Linked DNA regions of Gossypium hirsutum: region 1 is linked to region 2. A link is a contact called in public Hi-C data. All regions are on one chromosome and are shown on one strand. The core of a region is the stretch at or near the end of the contact, and the rest is flanking DNA. Distances in the headings are between cores, read along the strand shown.

Evidence for each region. A called contact is a pair of places that touch in the nucleus more often than the background predicts.
Region 1: a contact with region 2 is called in a Hi-C map of leaf, with 2.9 times the contacts expected there. The contact joins the enhancer-like site here to the promoter of LOC107892245 in region 2. A contact is called at or near these places in 2 of 34 Hi-C or Micro-C datasets (both in leaf).

Annotation. Positions count from the first base shown.
Region 1 is chrA11:101,221,943-101,225,594 of Gossypium_hirsutum_v2.1, forward strand. No RefSeq gene overlaps it. Among protein-coding and RNA genes, the nearest start is that of LOC107892429, 21 kb to the right of the region's middle. Within about 2 kb of position 1,644, at least 3 of the 9 cell types and tissues checked have an H3K27ac peak or open chromatin away from gene starts, as enhancers often do. A contact at or near this core is called in leaf, where this site is marked.
Region 2 is chrA11:100,881,182-100,885,152 of Gossypium_hirsutum_v2.1, forward strand. It overlaps LOC107892245, which reads right to left and starts at 1,480. Exons shown (of 4, transcript XM_016817271.2): 1 at 908-1,480.

The DNA of each region.
Region 1 (3,652 bases), core at 394-2,893, 340 kb after region 2:
TTGATACAAATGGTGATATCGTTCCTAATAGTACGTTGCAAACCATAGTCGCAACCTTTCGTTCTAACATCTACTCAATCCATCTAGTGAACACAACTGGAAATTTTTTTGTGAACTTTTTAGAGTTTTCTAAAAAATCTCTTTGTGTGCTAGTCAAAGAGTGTTGGCTAAATTAACAATATGATTGCGATATTGTTTTTTCAATACACTTTTGAATAATCCCACATTCTCAATAGGATAAGGCAATGCGAAAAGGACATGATATCCTTTTAAAATATCCTCTAAAATCTATTTATCTGAATTTTATAAAATCTATTTAACTAAATTATTTAAATATCTTATATAAATAAGTTTAGTAAGATTTTTACCCTATTAAAATCACTAAAACCCTTCTAATATATGCATCATGCATGTATTGTGCCCAAATTTAAGTATTAAATATTTCTATAAAATCTTATAACGTTGATAGTAATATTAAAACACTTTTAATATTACAAATAATGAGTAATATTTAATAATGCATCACGGCTACCAAAGTTGTAAGAAGTTGTGGTCTAACATAACTTTTTTGTGAGAATGTTATCATGCAGTCTATCTCTTTCAACATGATATTTAGATAGAACACGCCTTGGAACGGTTACACTTGTATACTTTACTCTTTTATTTCATTAATCTCGAATAGGCTAAGATATACAAATGAGTCTAGTATCTCATATCGAATCATTTGAGCATGAAAACACATTTCTATTATAATTTTACCAATGGGCCTAAGACATCACTCTCATTATGTAGAAGAAACAAATCCTATCTTCGTCACCAACCATCATAATGGATGTGATGAAGGTTATGGTAGATTTTTGTCAAATAATGATAGGAGTAGTGAGGAGAGAATGATGAAGGAAATATACCTAAGTCTTTATATATGGGCCTCCAGCTGCCATAAGATTATCACCTACATGATTATGAAATTACCCTTTACATGTGATTGACAGGAGCAAGTGTCCTTGGTTTAATGAGACCGTGCCTTCAACCCTTTTCTTGATCTTGTCCCTTGACATATCAAAACTGTTGTTGGATTAATAGCTGCTTGTTATTTAAATGTTGCATGCTAACAGGATGTTCCTAAAGCTTAGATATCTTAGATAGTTGCTTACTTTGGCTTGAAGCTTTATTTCCTTGGGCTAATATAACAAAAAACATAATTCTCAACTACGCAAATAACTCGAGAGATGAACAGATTGCAATGTTATTAAGGTTGTTTTGTTTTTTTTTTCCTTTTTTTTAAAAGTTTTTTCATCTTTTTAATATAAAGAGAGGAGGAGAGATATGATAGGATTTTGAAGTTGTGTCATGTAAACTTGATGATATAAACCAAAGTTTAATTACAATTGATATTAGATATGTAATAATAAGAATAAATATTGGGATGCAAAAGGACAAAAAGATTGTTATTGTTATGGCAGTCCTAGTCAGACTGCCGTAAATGTGTGTATATCTTTAACTTGTTATTTAATTTTTCAATATTTAAGGGGAGGTATTTGTTTTTTTAGGAGTTAGATGGTGGCTGGTGAGGAATGGAGGGATGGGGGCCAATGGGGACCTCATCCCCTTCCAATGGATACTAAAGGTAAGGTGAAAAACAAAACCCCACACTCACAAAAAAAAAAGGGAGTTTGGGGATAAGGCAAAAGGAGATGGAAATGAAAGGATAGTTACGAGATGATAAGATTGGTCAAAAATGAGTCTTTTAGTGGGTTACAGTGTTAGATTGATTGTTATTCTGTTAATTAGCTACTTGCCATATGTCAAGCCCCATCACCCTTTTCTTTTATTTTCCTCAACATTTATTTAGTTGAGATTATAGATGAATAAAATTCCAAATTTAAATCCCAAATCTTAAAATAACCTATTTATTTCATATGAAAAAAACAAAAGAGCATTTCATAATCACAACTTTTGGAAGAACTAGATTCAATGATACTTGGACCGAGGAATTGAGTGTTTAATACGTTTAAACTGACTGGAAGTGAAAAGTAAGAATAATTTCAGTAGATGCTCCATGTTTATCCACATCCCGCATGCTACCTTATACTTTTCCTTTATATTAATTAATTACTTAAAATACCCCCCATTCAACCATTTAACACTTTCTACCCTAAACTAAATGCCTTGCATTCCATTTTGCTAATTTTGTTTTATCACTTTATTTTTCTAAAACAAATTCCATAAATAAATAAAATTTCATTTAGAACCCTTTTCATTATAAGCATTTTCTTTTTAAGCTTAATTAGAAACTTAATTATGATGTCTGGTCTGGACTTTCCAAAAGATCATTTTTAATTATTATATTCCCAATGCTTCATTTGTAGGATGCAATTAGGAAAGAAGATTTGCGCCCCCAAAGTCCACTAATGGTTGTTTATTTGGCTTTTTAATGCTATTGCTAATGTCATCATGATCCTAATCCAGGTTAACTACTGATTGAAGCATCGACTTAATCAAACTTAAATAGTGATGAATGCGTGTGGCGCACACGTCTAATCACCCGTATAGCTACTTCCATTTCCTTCCTATGTTATCCAATCCTTTTTTCTTATATGGTGTGAAAACTTGATATAAATGTGAATGTGAAAATGACATCAATGACATACACATAGTTTTATATTTCTTTCACAGAAATTTAGAGAAAATAAATTAAAATGAAATATTTTCACATTATCAACTGATTTTAAATATTTTTTTTATGTTTTAACTTTTAAAGTTATTTTTTCCAAGTTTAAAAATTTCACTTGTAACGTATTAAATAATTTTTTTAATATAAAAATATGAGTACACTTCATAATTTTATAACTTGACTTATTAATTAAAAAAATTAACAATCAGATGTATTTTTTGTTATCTGCTTTTTTACTAGTTGTATTTTTTTCTAGAGTATATATTTTCCTTTATTGCTGATGTAGTTCATAATGTAATTTTCGATCTTTTGAGTTAATAATAAAATTGAATAGTAAATCAAAGGTAAAGTCATGGAATAAATCTTCGTGCATGGGTGTGAGGCTACGTGCATTATTGGTTGGTGAGTTATTGATTTAGTTATAAAACTTATTGTACCAAACAAGAATTCCCCTCATTCAAAATCTTCAAATCTCCATAGCCAAAACAAAGTATGGTCATTGCTATGACTCCTTCATTCCTGACAATGGCGGTCAAGTATACGAGTATATTACCTAAGCACATGCGTTTTTTTTTTCAACTTCCATAAAACAACTTTTACATGCAAAACTTGACGAAGTAAGTGGCTAATTATCATCACGTGGGAGAAAAGTCAATGGTAATTTCCTTCATTGGGACCTAATCCCATTTCTTAATGAGTTAGACATAGTGAAGTTTGCTTCCCCTATGAAGACGAGCTGAAAATTAAATGTCATAAGGAGCTAAATATAGCGTATTTTGTGGACTAGGGAAATGACTGCATTAATTTTTTACGAGAGGCTTGTTTAAAACTATATATGTATTTTTGTCCGATTATTAAGGTAGACATGAGAGAAGATTATAATAAAATAAGAATAGATTTGTGGCTATTAGTTATTCCTTAAAGACTTTTTGGCAATCAAACCTAGCACGGCAGAGTTCAAGAAAAATGACAAGGAAT
Region 2 (3,971 bases), core at 230-2,729:
TTAAAAGTGACCATCTCTCATAAGTTCACCAAATAATATATCTAAACATTCACATTCAATAGGAAAGACAATACGTAAGTAGTACAACAGAAAGAATGCAATGTGAATCACTGAGACAAGTACAAAGAAAATGTTGTTGATTATACAAGCTTCACAATTTTTTTATTTTTGGCCTTTATATAAATGGAGCCACAATTTGCCAAGTTTTTTTTTCACATCTTTTGCACATTGTTAGACTCTCTTATACCCTTTCTCTTTTTAGATGCGTTTTTGTTTGAAGAATCCTAGAACAAACAAGTTGCACTTTTCCATAGTTATAAACAGGTGAAATCAAGATTATTTCCAAAAGGCAATAATAGAGATTGAAAATCACAGAGCAATGCAGACAAGTGTCATTGTTGGCAACAAAACCAGAAAGAATTTCTGAAGAAGTATCTCAAAAGTGTAAAGATTGCAAATAAACATGAAGTAGTATAATTATGTGCAACACTTTCAAACCTAAGATTATGTTCCCAACAGTATGCAAATCTAACTGCATAATCAATCATTGGTCAAAAAAAAAAAATTCTCAACTTCAAACTCCTAAAACATCATAGAAGGAAATGATAATCTTGTCCCTCCCACTTCAAATACGTCAATGGTCCCCAAAAAAATGATACGTGCAAAACTGAAAAAAATAAAAGATCGAACTTCCCATCAAAAATAGCAATTACCCAGAAAAGAAAATTACTCTAAAATATCAAAAAGGGAGAAATACCCAAACTAAAAAAAATTAGGAAAGTTCATCATCTTATCTCTAAATCAGCTAATAACAGAAACCATAATCCAAAAAGAAATTTTTGAAAATTAAAAAAGAAAAGAAAAAGGAAAACCCATGAATCAAAATGAAGAGAGAAAAAGAGGGTACCTTGAGAAAGAGCCCAATCTGAACTGGATTATGAAGAAATCTGGGGATTTTATGTCAAGGAAAAACAAAAGAAACCCTAAGCTGTTTTGAGCAGTATTGTGTAGAATAAAATGGGGAAAAAGGAAATGAGACAAAGAGAAAGTGAATGAAGAAAAAGGTAAAGAGAGGGAGGCTAATGAGAAGTGAAAGCGATGGGGGCATCACATTATTGTTACTACAACAACGTTTAGATTACGATCGTGTCGAAAATGAAAATTTGTAAGGATTTGCAGTAACATTTATTTTTGGGGTTTATTTTTGAATTACTACTTTTAGGAGATGTAAGAAAAAAAAGAGAGTGAATCATTGTACCTTACAATGATGTCACACCAGACAAAAGTCTCCTGTTCCTGTTCCAAAGTCATAGCTTTGCCATAAATTCTAAAATTAGGAAGTTTAATTAAAAAAGATTAAAATGAAAAAAAAACATATTTTCTTTTTTATCTTATTCTTCTTCTTTATTTTTATGAAAAATAATTAAAAAAATAAAATAAAAATATGAACATGTAAATTGTTTTGCTGGTTTGATTTATAAGGAAGAATGAAATTAAAATTAGATTCCATGAAATAGGGGCTCACTTATAGGGTATGCTATGTGAGAAAGATGGGCTTGGAAAGTAGAGGAGCCCATAGCATAATCATTCAGCACATTTAACCCCATATCATTTCTGAACATTTCCCATCACAACCTTAACTTAGTAGTCATCCACTAAAATCCCACTTTTCGGCACTGCCCCAAGCATGTAATCATCTTTCTTTTTCTTTTCCTATTGGAAAAAAACAATATATTTTCTACCTAAATGGATTCTTTGTTTTACACCCACCAATTGTCTAGAGCTTTCCATGGTAGCCCGCCCAACTCGATAACCCCAGTTCAATTTGGGTTGGGTTTAAATAAATATTTTTATATTTTGGGTGGATCAATTCAATTTAATTAAAATATATAACATAAATTATTTTTTAATATTTTAGTAAAATAGATTATTTTTTAATATTTTAGTAAAATAAATTTTTTGAGGGAACCAAACCAAACCAAAAATAAACTTAGATTTGAAAAATTTTTGGAACCGGGACTCTACTTGGCCCCGCTCATTGATATCTCTATAGTAGTCATACAAAAATTGTTTTTCAAGGGAAAAGTACAGTGTGGTTTTAATGTGTTGATTTCTTCTCATGACTTTGCTTTTGGCTTTTAGGTAAGCTACTAAGATAATCGCCCGAGTTTTAATAAGTTTTTATTTTGTTCATTGAATATTTATTGTTAATTTAACAACTCTCATTAGATCAATTATAATTTTTAGTCACTCCATTGTTAAAATGTCTTTGGTCACTAGACGAAATATTGACATGGCCGGGTATAATTATAAATTTAACCTCTTAACATTTTACACATTCTATCAATTTAGTCCTAATTCTAAAAAAAAATTAATGTTCACACATTATGCCAATTTGATCCTAATTTTAAAAATACATAAAAATTTTAAAAATAAAATAAAAATATTAAAAATACATTAAAAAACTTCAAAATTAAAATTTTCCAAAAAATTCTTTGGGATGATAATAGTAAATCTTTTTATCTATTTTTTAAGGATGAAATCATGAAAACTTTTGGCTGGTCAGAGTCAATTTGTTTTCTACTTTTATGTAAAGAATGTTCATGCATATTACTATAAGCATGTCATATAGCTTAAGGAAAAAATGTTGCATGTACTTCTTATGACATATTAAACATTTATGATTGAAACTAGAAATAAAAATCTTGCATATTTTTTAAAAGATTGAGTGGGAGAAGGTCCCTAAATAAGATCTATGGTTTCCATCAATGGTCTCTTGTGATGACATGATAATTTGCCGACCTTGAGGTAGGTATTATCATGTGGATTTCACTTAGGAGATTTCATTTAACAGGACAACTAGTCATACATGTTATTTGTTGAGATTGTCCCCCGACAATTCATTCATAGTACATGTTATGATAGATGTTGAGTTTATAGTTATACACTCAAGATCATTCTAGTTAAGTAACTTCTCACGAAACTTTGCATAAGTTAAAATAATGGCCAAACATGAAGCATTTATTAATACGTGTGAATACATAAGGGATTAGGTTTTCGTATTAATTGGATGGAAATACATGATCTTACTAGTTGGTTTTAGATTACCCCAAGGTAATTTAATTGAATGGGTGGAGGAAATATCATTACAATGACTTACAAATATTTTTAAGGTTTAATGTAAGATGCATATATATCTTAATGCATATCATATGTTGCAAAAATTTTCAAATATTTGCTTAATACAAAGATATTAATAAATGAATGATTTTATTGTACAATTTGAAAATGACACGAACTTCCTTAATATATTTATTAAGAAAAAGTACAACGAAAATAACTATAAGGAATGGAAAATGAACTTGATGATTGTGTTAACTATTTTTCTAGTATCTTGAGACATACATTACAGGGCCAGTTTTTAAGCACGAAATTAATGCTTCCAACGACTAGAATTCATCCCTAACAGTCATAAATGTCCACAAATTTGTTTCTTGATATAAATACACTTCAAGACTTAAGAGAGGAAAATCCAAGCATCAAGATCAAGAGAAAAATATTCTAATCTTCTTCATTCAGTTCTCTTGTAAAAATTCTTTAGGAGCTTATTGTTAGATATTGTGTCACTCTCATTTCATTTATTTGAGAGCTTAATTTTTGTAAACACATACCTTGTAAAGATTTCTTTGTTTACTCTCTTTCATATCATTTTGGAGGGTTTTAGTTGAGCCATAAAAACAAAGAAGGGTTCTAATTGGCCATAAAAATTAGGAGGAAATGTTATATCTAAGCCTTGTGAAAAAGATAAGGTGGTCAATTTTAAACTGGCACCCCTATACCAGTTAGAACAGTGGCAGGGCCACTAAGAGACCCAAGGGCGCCATGACCCCCCCTAAAATAGTAAACTTTTAATTTAAGCTTTTTATAATTTATAAAATTTTAAAATAGTAATAGTAAAATTACATTTTGCC